2 separate regions of the Mus musculus genome follow, and region 1 is linked to region 2. Evidence: chromatin contacts called from public HiChIP or PLAC-seq data. All regions are on one chromosome and are shown on one strand. Each heading gives the region's core, a stretch centred on a gene start, on an enhancer-like site or on the middle of the called end of the contact. The rest is flanking DNA. Distances are from core to core; before and after follow the strand shown.

Region 1 (6,140 bases), core at 2,068-4,567, 250 kb after region 2:
TGAAATTTTGATAATACATGTCAGAAGGTTTTGCCAGTAAGTGTCTTCAGAGGGAACCGCCCTGATAACATTTTGTGGTTTTGATATAGGCACATCTGCTTTCCAGGGTGAATATAATCCTGATGCCCTGTCAGGGGCGTCCTTAATCAGAAACACCAAATTGCTTTGTTCGCCTGCAACACTGCAGAAATGAGTTTCACAACCACCTTCCAAACAGAACTGTGAAAGCGGTACTCGCTGGAGTGTGCTGAAGCTATTGGAGAGCATGGAGTTACTTAATTTACTCCAGTTATGCCAGAGAACAACAGTGGATGGGCTGGCTTAGAGATCTGAAGACTGAGGTTCCGGCTCCGTTTGTTCCCTCAGCTACAGGTGTGCTTTGGAGCTAATGAGAATCATAATCATAATTACCAGTGTTGTTATTAACCATGTGATGACCATGCACTGCTTTCTCTGGTGCTTTATTATCTATAGCCCCCATAACTTCTTTTCTCAGGCTATTAAACACCCCATTTCATTGATGAAGAAACTGAGGCTCAGGGAGCCTGCTAACTTCTCCAAGCTGTTAACTCCTAAGCTGTACAGCGAGGCGTAATGATCTTTCTGGTTTATTTAGTTCACTGAGGTTCGGACCATCCCCAGCAAACACAAGTTAAAGGCTTCAGTTTATTTTGGAGGCAGTGGCTTACTGGTTTGGCTTACAGTCCATGGCTGCCATGAACCTGTGCATCAAACCTTTATTCTGCTGCCTGCAGTGTGCTATGTTTATTATTGCAATTTAGAAATGTAAAAATCCAAAAGTCTGGGCCCAGACCCTACCTCCGCATGTACTAACTGTTGGGACATTGGCTTTAATTTTTCTGGGTTCCTGACTCTTTATCTGTACAATGGAACCAGAACAATGCTTAAGTCAAAACATATTAGGGGGCTTTAGGAGAACTGTCCGTAACGTGTTTAAAGCAGCATTCGGCACGTTAAAAGCATTTACTTATTATGTGTATGTATTTGTGCCTGCCTGCGTTGTGGGCACCACAGGTGTCCTCAGAGGCCAGGGGATATCAGAGCCCTTGGAACTAGAGTGGTAGGAGGTTGAGCTGAGCGGCCTGCTGGGAACTGGTGTTGGGAACTGGGCACGAGTCCTCTGTGAGAGCAGTGAGCCTTCTCTCCTGGATCTCTAGTAACTCTCTAGTGCCACGTGTGCTCATCAAAGAACAGACAGTCAGACAGACATGGCTAATTACTTAACATGGGTAAGTGGAAACGGACAGAGCTACCGCTCTGTTTCTGCACGTTCCGTTCACATGTGGTTCCTTGCAGCCTACACCTCTAAGAAGTGGTCCTGTGTACATATTAAAATATTAGGACTTTCTATCACCTGGTGTTCTGTTGAATCTACATTCGCCTGAAAACGGATCAGTGATATCACCTTGTTCAGGACTCACAGCTGAGTTCATGATGGGGATGGGGTTGCGGGGGGGAGTTGAAAGCATTCCATCTAGAAATGCTATTTTTTATTATTCCACCTCTTGTTGTCTCACTAAGTGTTTTGTAATAGAGATTAAAGAATAAGGGTCAAATAATTAGGGTCAAATCTAAAAATGACTCTCAAAATATAATGATTGTCTAAGTGTCTTAACCCTTTGTTTCAAGTACATTATTTGCAGAGCAAATACAGAGCCTTAGACTAGCATGTACAAGGTCCTGAGTTTGCACATTAGTGCAAAACAAAACAAAACAAAACAAAACAAAATGCTGTCATACAAGACAATAATAGATGTTTTCTGGAATTGTTATCTTGTCACTTTCAAGTCCTCTAACATTAATACTCTCTATTAACACTTTAAACTCTTTGTAATCGTCCATGTCTCTTCTCTCTCTGTGTGTCTCTCTCTTTGTGTCTGTCTCTGTCTTTCACACACACACACACACACACACACACACACACACACACACAGAGAGAGAGAGAGAGAGAGAGAGAGAGAGAGAGAGAGAGAGAGAGAGAGAGAGAGCTGCCTAGGTTATCAGGTATAAAATGTACATTAGGGGTTTATAAAGTCAGAAAACACAGTCCTGTTTTAGGAGGAAACACTAAGTACGTGCACTAACATGCAACTCGAATGAGTAAGCACATGCTAATTAATTAAATAATGAAATATCTGCTGCTAGGTTGCGAAATGCTGACTAATTAAATAATGAAGTTCTTGGCAAAATAAGGATTTCTGTCTGCTAAGTCGGATGGGAGTTTTAAGGTGAATATGCATGGGCACATGTTTCCCCCAGTTTGGTTGATTATTATATTTCTTCATTGTAATTCAGAAAGGATACTGAGCTCCCTGCCAGGTATGCTGCTGGGTGGACTTACAAAGACATTAAGGGCCATACTCTGGGGCTGCGGGATACGGAAGGTAGCTTTTGCTACTCTTAGACTGTGTGAGCGTCTTCCCCTAATGAGAGACTTTTTAGATTTTAAAATGTAGAGCCAATTATTTAGTCAAGAGTTCAGGTGCATCGGCAACCACACAGCCAATGAATTAACTCATTAAAGATCTAATAGAGTGAGAAGAGCTGAAGTGGTTAGTGTTTCAGGAGGTTGGCTGCCCCAGGCCAGGCCATTTTCCCTGAAAATACAACCATAATCACACACATGTCAAAACTCATTTAGTATGAAATTGATAGTGGTTTTGAAATTGGTTAGTACTTGTTTAAGAAAAGGCATTGAAAATCTCTCCAAGATGCATGACGCCCCCCCCCCATCCCCCCCCCCCCCCCGCGCTTTCCTCTAAGTGTTCGCTCTCTGAGGTGCTTTGAAATCGCGTTGCTACACTACATCTTGAAATTGTGTGCCTTATAGCTAATATGAACTTTTTTTAAAAAAAAGTTTTTGTTCTTCCAAAATTGACCTAGAATGGAAACTTAAGAAGACATCCCACATTACAAAAGCGTAACCCGGTCTCATGTTAGACTTGAAAGGCTCAGGATATTTAATCTTATTTACATTAAACAATGGAATAAAAAAAAATCCAACAAAGCCTCAAGCATTTTAAAAGATTGTTTTTGGAAATAAGAAAAGCTTAATTTAAGCAGTAAAGATAATTATCACGCTTAAAGAAGAATAAGTGGCAGTGAGAATCACCAAGGGCCATTTTACTATGAGTCACAGTGCTATGTGGTCAGAGATATACTTTTTACAAAAGAATATCCTTTGGTGGTTTTCTTCTGCCTCCAGATTTTTCGCAAATTGTCATGACTTTCTGGGGCTGGGGCTTTCATCTCTAGAAGATTCAGTACACTAGAGATATAACCCTGTGGTCTCCATGTTTCACAGGGTTGATCATATGTATGTATGTGAATCCCTTGTCATGTGACCTCCTCAGCACCTTTCCCACTCCACTCTGTCTCGTGTGCAGACACATAAGATATTCAGTTCATAAACAGGATGGCCTAGTGTGAAAAGTGAGAAGAGAAGGCAGACTACTTCTGCGAGGGAAGGCTACTTGTATCTGAGCATGCTCCCTTTGACTATAGAAAAAAGCCAATACCAGTTTGCTCACAAAGACAGTAAACGATTGCCCTTTGAGGATGGTCTGAAGACTCTTGTTCATTGCATTTGAGAAAGCAATGAGTTAAAGTAGCATTGTGAGTAGGAACTTTTGAGTAGTCAGAACATAGGCTGAAATACTTGGCAGTGCACATAAGGTGTATTCACGGTTTCTCTCATTCGCACCTCGCAGAGTCCTTTGTTAAGGAGGCAGGTGTGATTGGGTGGCAAAGAAAGGGCAGAGTGAAGAGATGATGCTGTTTTCCTTCAATATCTCAGGAACAAAGCAGCAGCCTGTGGGAGTGTCTGTCAACTGGATAGCATATCATTAGCTGTGGTCCTTGTGGTGAGCAACAAACCAGTCCAAAGATTAGACTTACACCAGTCTATGGTCGGAATAATTAATGTAACAAGCAGCCTTTATGTCCTTGTGGACAGAATGGCGGGGACTGGATGGGATCAAAGCTCATAAATGAACAGTGTGTAAATAATAAACACTTAATGAGGACTGACCTCTTGCCAGGCACTTCACTCGTCCTCTTCTCGGATGGTTTTCTATGGTTTTTAAGTGAGGAAATAGAAGCTCATAGTTACTGGCTGGCTTTTTTTCGGGTCCCACAGCAACAGAGAACTCAGAACCTAGGATGAAAAAAAATCTCATCTCATCAAAGAGCTTGGAACGAGGTAAGGCTCAGAGCTAATGCAGTCATCCAGACATTTGAACAATATGTGCAGTCTGGTGGAGTTCTTCTGGAAGTGGAAAGGCCGAGCTGACCTTTCAGAGGAAAGTAGCACAAGGGTGAACATGATGTCATCGTAGCATTATATAGGCCATGGAAGAGTCTCACAGCCACTAAGATTAACTGTCTGCTGTAGCTTAGGGCATGAAGCTACCTACGTCAGAAAACTTGGAGAGACTTTAACATGAGGGTTAGAGGTACCCACCGAGAACTGGACTGGCTGATAAAGGTCTCATGGAGACACCAAATCTTACACTCACTTCTAATGGAATATTAGAACACAGGTATGCATAGAGGAAGAACGATCAACCAAGTAACCCACTGTGAATTGATGGCGTGGTTTAGCAGTCAACAGCATCAATGTGATCTTTACAGACCAGACAAAAATGTTTTTAGTATTTTAAGAAAAGCTGCTAGCAATTAAACGTTGGGGGAAATGGGTCAGTGAGATGGCTCAGTGGTAAAGGCATCCGCCATCCAGCCTTAACACTGGGGATTCACACTGGGGATTCAATCCCTGGGACCCACAGAGTGGAAGGAGAGATTTCTGTGAATGCTCAGGAAGTAGTGGTTCAGTAATAATGATGCAAATAAGACTCTATAAAGTCAACCACATGCCATTGACAAGGCCAAGGGAAGAAGAGAAGCGACAGCTAGGGCTGGAATACAGAGGTTGTTAAAGTAACAGAGCTTTAAAAATATAGGTTTAAAAATACAGGAAACAAAACGGGTCGGGGGAGAGTCCTAACCTACTGGACATAGATAAAGGAGGAGAGGACAAAGACAAAGGAGGTGGCAAGACCTTAATGATGAAGCTATGGGGAGATATTGTTTCCTTGTCTACAAAAGAAGTCCACAGGTTTAGTCAGGGGCCCTAACATAAGGTCACTGAGCACAGGGAAAGGAACTGTCCTGCCTAATGCCACCTTCCATTTCTCATAGATTGTGTTTGCTTACATCTTAAGATTTCTAAAACTGGGGTGCAGTTTATAGCCCTCAAGCCATTGGCAGCGACGTAGCAATCACGCTGCTCTTGTCACTGCTAGCACAAACATTAACTGGGGGCAGCTGTGTATATTGCAGCTTAGTCAAAAAAATTACATGAAGTTTTGATGGTAATGTGTGAAATATAAAACGACATTTTAAAATGTATGCTATTATTTAGCATTAAAAATAAATGAGAGTGTGTATAAAGAAAAATAATATAAACAATAGCAGAATAAAAAACATCCAATATTGATTATATTTCTTTTCTACGGCTTGTGTAAAAGATTTATACAAACTTGGTGGTTTAAGACAGCGCATGCTTATTACAATGTATTTTTATAAATCAGAAATCTGAGAGGCTTCACCAGGCTAAAACTTAGGATGTTGGTATGGCTGCATACAATTTCCCAAAGCCCTGAGGTAGAATCTGTTTCTTTGACATCTGCAGCTTCTAGGGTCTGTACATACTCCTTAGGTCGCAGGCTCTTCCTCCCCCTTTAATCCCCACAGTGGTAGACTGACTGTGTAAGTCACATCTTTATAATCCTGCTCCCTGCTGGTTCAAACATCTTCCTCTGATTTTGACATTGGCCTGGGAAGGTTCTCTGCTTTTAAGAACTCATGTGATTAGATTAAAATCACCTAACAAAAAACAAAAAACATAACAAAGCCAAAACTAAATAGTAACCAGCCGACCAACCAAACAACCAACAACCAACCAACCAACCTATAAGCAACCAAACCAACTAACCAACCAAACAACAATGAACCAATTAACAAACAGCAAAACAACAACCAAACAACTACCCAAACAAGTAACCAACCAACCAACAACCAATCAACTAAACAATGAACAACCAACCAACCAACCAACC
Region 2 (5,719 bases), core at 2,608-5,107:
AGTCTGCAGGCATGTGCATGCATGTACACACATGCATACACATACACACATGCACACACACACACACAAACACACGCAGACATTGGACCACTAGAAAACTTGAAGGCCCACTGTTAGTGGTGTACTCCTCCACCTCCAGGAAGGATCCACAGCCAAAGACCAGCTGGAGACCAAGTGTGCAAACACTTGAGTCCATGAGGGACCATTTTACACAAATACATACAGATAGCTTTTGATAAAATTCAGCTGTAGTCTAAGTATATATTACATTGTTCTTGATTGTTTGAATATTGTTGTGAATTTAGAGTTTCACATTATATATCAAGATTTATTTTCTCAAAGCCTATGAGGTACTGAGATGCTTGAAAAGTACCTTATGAATACTGTAACACAAGATATAGAAAATTATAAACTGAGCTGTAGCTATGTAGATACATGGTCAACATGAGAGATATGGTTTGATTGGTAATGAAATGTTCCTGTGAAAATCCCTGATGCCTTAGACGACTTCTGATGACATCCACTGGTGGCATCTTCTAGCAGCTTTTCAAGCAGTTAGCACCTCAGCCTCCAGGAGAAAAAAATAAAATAGAAACTCACCTGAGTTTCCTCAATTACGAGTTTTATAATCCCTCCCCACTTTTGCCAAATTCTTTGTTAGCTACAATTTGCACACTTTTCTCAGTCACACACACCTCTCCGTTTCCATCAGAACACTTCCTATGTACTTTGTTCCACAAAACATTGAAGAGAGTGAGCTAAACCTACAAAGAAGCCAGCAGAATACAGAGTGCAGATAAGTATCCACCACAGTGGCACTCAAATACCTAGAAGTATTTGTTTCATGTAAATAATGGAAGCCTCATCATTACTCCAAATATCTTCACGAGGATACAGAATACCCTTGGATGAGAAGCGTGTGCTGTCGTACAGTTGCTGCCTTTCTTTTCCTCAGGAGAACAAGTGGCAATGTACTCTGACCTGCCATTCAAGTCCACAATCCGAGACATCTCTTACCACCCCCTGGAGAATATGGTTGCCTTCTGTGCCTTTGGACAGAGCGAGCCGATTCTTCTTTATATTTATGATTTCCAGGGTAAGTCCACTACTTGATGTAAATGAAGTAATGTTTACATTTATAATGGGCCAGGAATCAGGAGCACTATAAAATCTATTAATAATTATTTCAAGTAACATAGCCTTTTTGAATATATTATATGAAAGAGCCACAAGATGGCATAGGTTGTTTCTAGGATGTTTGAACATTTCATTATTTTCTATGCATTATGAGCATGGAATTTAGATGTTAGCAAAAGTGCATATAACGAGGCTGCCTTAGAGATCACTTGATAAAGTACTGACCTAGCTAGCATGTGTGGAGCCTTGCCTTTGACTACCAACGCCACAGGAATTGGATATGATGGTGCATAGCTAGGGTGGGCCTAGTGTAAACCTAGTGTAAACGCCTACTACCTAGGCTCACAGTGGAAACAGGAGTGTCAGAAGTTTAGATTATCCTCTGTTGTGTGTTGGTTTGAAACCTACCTTAGGCTATATAAAAACCTGTCTTAAAAAGAAAACATGTGGGGCTGGTGAGATGGCTCAGTGGGTAAGAGCACCTGACTGCTCTTCCGAAGGTCAGGAGTTCAAATCCCAGCAACCACATGGTGGCTCACAACCATCTGTAACAAGATCTGACTCCCTCTTCTGGAGTGTCTGAGGACAGCTACAGTGTACTTACATATAATAAATAAATAAATCTTAAAAAAAAAAAAAGAAAAAGAAAACACATGACTGTACTGTGTTGGAATCAAAATAAATAAATGAAATCCATATAGAATTAGGACTGTATCAACTTAATTTAAGTGGTTCACAAAATATGAACTTTAAAAATGTTTTAGTTGCATAGTGAGTTGTTTTGTTATTTGGGTCTTATTTGTATGTTAGGAGATTTGTTTGGTTTGGAGGTTTTTATTTATGTGTTTTGACTTTTTTGTTTTGTTTTGAGACAGGATCTCTGTAGCTCAGGCTAGCTTTGAATGTATTTTGTAAGTTTAGGGAGCCTTGAACTTAAGGCAGCCCTCTTGTTTCTGGCTCCTGAGTTTTAGGATTACAAGACAGCAAGCTGGTTTAACCTAATTTCATATTCTGTGATTTTATTTTTTTTAAGCAAATAGCTTTGGTAAATTTTAGTTAGGAAAATTTAATATAAGAGATAGATAGATTTTTAACTGTGATGAAAATGGAGTCTGATGTTCTCAACTGTAAAGATTCCGTATGCCTACCGTAAGGATGATAAAACTTTGGATCTACTTTTTTAGGAATTAAGATGCATTCTGAGAATAATTGGGGTTTATCTTGTTTCTTAAATACTTATTTTCTATTCTGAAATTAGTATTTTTCTTTTCTAGTTGTTAATCTTTCTCAAAAATCAATATTTTATAACCTTCATATATAGTTGTATAAAAATATAAGATCTTTATTAGTTTCTTTGCTTTAGTTGATTATGACATAACATGATTCAGTATTTTTGTAAGCTAGCATAGCATACATGCATGCTATTTATACACATGTCGGCATACATTTGTATATGTTATAGTAATATAGCTATGAACAAATGCTTCAATGGAATAACAAAGCTAAATTTATTAAATCACTACATGTTGGCTTATCTAATGCTCTGATAGATGTGATTAGACAATTGAGCTATCATAAACCTGAAGGTTTTGTTCATGGTACAGAGTGCATTATGCATTTTTCCAGTGAATTGTCTTAAAGAATGCAGAAAAAGAAGGTTTATCTTACTGATCCTTATAGAGAAGAAATGGTTTCTGCAACTTATACCCAAGTTTATAAGATGCTGTTGCTAGTGATAGAGTTTCCAGGCAATGCCTGCCATTTCCATTCATTAGCAGCTGTTGGCAGGGCTGCTACTGCATCTGTTACTGAGTTCTTCAGTCAGCGCCCAGTCTTGTCTCATTGTAATGAGTACCCTGAAACAACTGTTTGCCCCATCCTACTTTTCCCATAGACAAGGAGAATCATGGCCATTACTGTACAATTGGAACTATTCTCCAGGAAAAGAAAGCACAGTTATTGCCTCAGACTCTTAGGAGATTTCACAACCATCTTCATTCAGTTTATAATTTGCTTTCTTTTAGACTTTTGAAATTTTCACTGCAAAGATTAGCTAAGTTCCGCTCTGTCTTGTCCTTCAGTAGCTTCCTGTTGCTAGAAGGGCTTTCTGACTCAGAAGAGCAAGTGGCTTTAGCTGGACAGTGGCATGGAGCTCAGGTTCCTGTTGTGGTCACTTTAGGGACCTTGGCTAATGCCCCCTGCCCTTCTGACCCTCCATCCTTTCATCAAGAGCTCCAAGGAATGAGCCGGTGGCTGTGAGGGAGCCTTGTGAAGTGAAAGGCGCTCTACTAGAAGACCCAGAATTAACACTTGTGTTTATAAAGCTCATCTACCAGTAGCCAGTCAGGGTACAGGAATCCACACTTTACCGTGCTCACAAGCACTTGTCTGTGGAGTTGAGAAGATGATGTTTCTCCCTTTACACCGTTACTCAGCCTTTTCCATTTATCCACTAACCCGGATGCCATACCTGGCCAACTGTATTGCATTTAATACACACAGCTAACGCACGTTAGAGCCACATTGTCTTAGATGCAGGAGCATGGATTTGGGTGAGCATCTCAGAAATGATGATATGAGAATAACAGAATATGGAATTACTTATTTTATGTAACACATTTAAAACAATTTTTGATAAATGCATATACCTTGCCAAAAAAAAATGTTTAAAGCTCAAAATGTTTCACCATATTTCCCAGGCTCTTTGTCGCCTATTTTTAAAAAGGGGAAGCTTAGGAAGAAGTAAGATAACTTCAAGACATCTAAAATCTGGCACAACTCTTTTTAGTGGTATAGGTACAAAACAAATGAGAGTTATTTTAGTCTCTGAGTGTTTTACTCATTGAATATAGGCTACAATCAGTAGTTCAAATAATCATTAGTTTTTTACTAAAATTTTTAATGTTTAATTAACCTATTACAGTTTTGCCCTATATTTTTTTAACACATGGATATTTTGCTCAAACTGTGTTTTCTCAGAATGAAGTTCACATGTGGTTTTACTGAGTTTTAATGATAAAAAGTTCAAAAGAAACAGAACAGCTAAGTTACTTTTAAAATAGCTTCTGAAATATTCAAGGAAAAAGAAGCAAGTTCTTTTTTTTTTTTTTTTTGTAAGTTAAATCAGCTCCAAGCGAGACCACAGTGGTAGCTAAATGTATCAGCCGTCTTTCCGTCCCAGCAGAATCTGTGAGAGTCAGCAAGGGTCTCTCCTGCTGAGCGCATGTTCAGCTTGTGGTCTTTGAGTCCCTCGTTCTACTGAAGTTTTGCTTTTTTTTTGTAAGAAGTGTAATTTTTACTTTCAGAAGGCAGTTTTATTTGTCTGATTTTGAAAGGGTTAATCATCTAGTAATACAAAGTTTAGTCACCGCGTACCACAAATAATGTGCATCGAGGGTTCCCACAACAAAGTACATCTCAGAGAAACGGTTTCTGCTGAATTAACTCCATGAAGCCAGGCGTTAGCAATAAATATTCTGTTATTAAACAGTGTTTGTCTACTTATGTCTCTAGGATGTTTTTGCACATTTAAGAATTATTAGTACCTAACAGCACTATGTATTAACACTATGAATATATCTGTTTAAAATTTTTCACTATGGTTTTATGACATAAGTGTTTTTACAGTTTTACAGGATCTAGGAGTTGAATCACTGAGAACTGGTTTATGTTTTGTTTGTTTGTGTTTTGTTTTGTTTTGTTTATTTGAGGCAGGGCTTCTCTTTGTAGCCCTGGCTATCTTGGAACTCACTCCATAGGTCAGTCTACCCTGGAACTCAAAGATCCACCTGCCTCTGTCTAAGATCAAAGGCATACACCACTATCGCTCAGCCAAAATTTATACTCTTATTTGCCTTCTAAATTTATTAGCAAACGACCTGCTATATTAGGTTTCAAATGGTAAAACTTTTCTCTATAGTATCAGTTTCTCTGGAATATGTAATTTTTGTGGAATTTTTATACCTTGTAGGAAGCAAAGATGTAGGCTTGTTTATTTGTTTATTATCAGCACCTAGCCTGAATGCTGACATACATGACTGTGTATGTTAAGTAGAGTCAAGTCTGTTTGGCAACCTCTTAAAATTGCTAACCCCAGGTAATGAGCCTGAGTTCTCACTAGGTGGCAGTGTCCCTTTCTGTGGCAGTGCAGACCTTTCCCAGCACCTGTTATGCACCAGGCTCACTTGAGCTGTAAACCCAAGGGTTGGACTCAGTTTACCTGCTCATTGCTGGTCCTTTCTCCTGTTTACAGAGGTGATTACACACCCGACAACCTTTAGTCAAACTAAAAGCCATTTCTACAATGACTTCTACAAGGACTTTAGAACTGGAATTCAGTGATCTGGAAACGATCTAGTCAGAAATAGACCGGTGATCTGCTTTGTCATGCTGGTAGCTTTATTTTTCACAGTGTGGCATGCTCTCCCATAGTTCAGGGACATAGACACATTTAAGTTCATAAAATTCTGTTACAGGCAAGCATGGAGGCACATGCATGGAATCCCAGTATTTGGAAGGTAGAGACAGGAGGGTCATGACTTCTAGGTCATCCTTGGGTACACAGAGCTTCCAAGGCTAGAGA

The links. HiChIP or PLAC-seq counts read pairs in DNA pulled down with a chosen protein or histone mark.
Region 1: a CTCF HiChIP or PLAC-seq map of CD8 T cells shows a contact between it and region 2, with 7 read pairs. The contact joins two enhancer-like sites. A contact is called at or near these places in 4 of 15 datasets of contacts at CTCF or cohesin (CD8 T cells, large pre-B cells, pro-B cells and 1 more), 2 of 484 Hi-C or Micro-C datasets (both in the G1E-ER4 cell line) and 5 of 115 datasets of contacts at active chromatin or transcription factors (CD8 T cells, T-cell acute lymphoblastic leukemia, acute myeloid leukemia and 2 more).

Annotation. Positions count from the first base shown.
Region 1 is chr10:21,241,899-21,248,038 of GRCm38.p6, forward strand. Gm33728 (a long non-coding RNA gene) reads right to left here. Exons shown (of 4, transcript XR_380155.3): 2 at 4,052-4,177. Among named protein-coding and RNA genes, the nearest start is that of Gm33728, 7.3 kb to the right of the region's middle. Within about 2 kb of position 3,318, at least 21 of the 459 cell types and tissues checked have an H3K27ac peak or open chromatin away from gene starts, as enhancers often do. A contact at or near this core is called in CD8 T cells and double positive thymocytes, where this site is marked.
Region 2 is chr10:20,987,589-20,993,307 of GRCm38.p6, forward strand. Ahi1 (Abelson helper integration site 1) reads left to right here. Exons shown (of 24, transcript NM_026203.3): 15 at 956-1,096. Among named protein-coding and RNA genes, the nearest start is that of Ahi1, 38 kb to the left of the region's middle. Within about 2 kb of position 3,858, at least 40 of the 459 cell types and tissues checked have an H3K27ac peak or open chromatin away from gene starts, as enhancers often do. A contact at or near this core is called in CD8 T cells and double positive thymocytes, where this site is marked.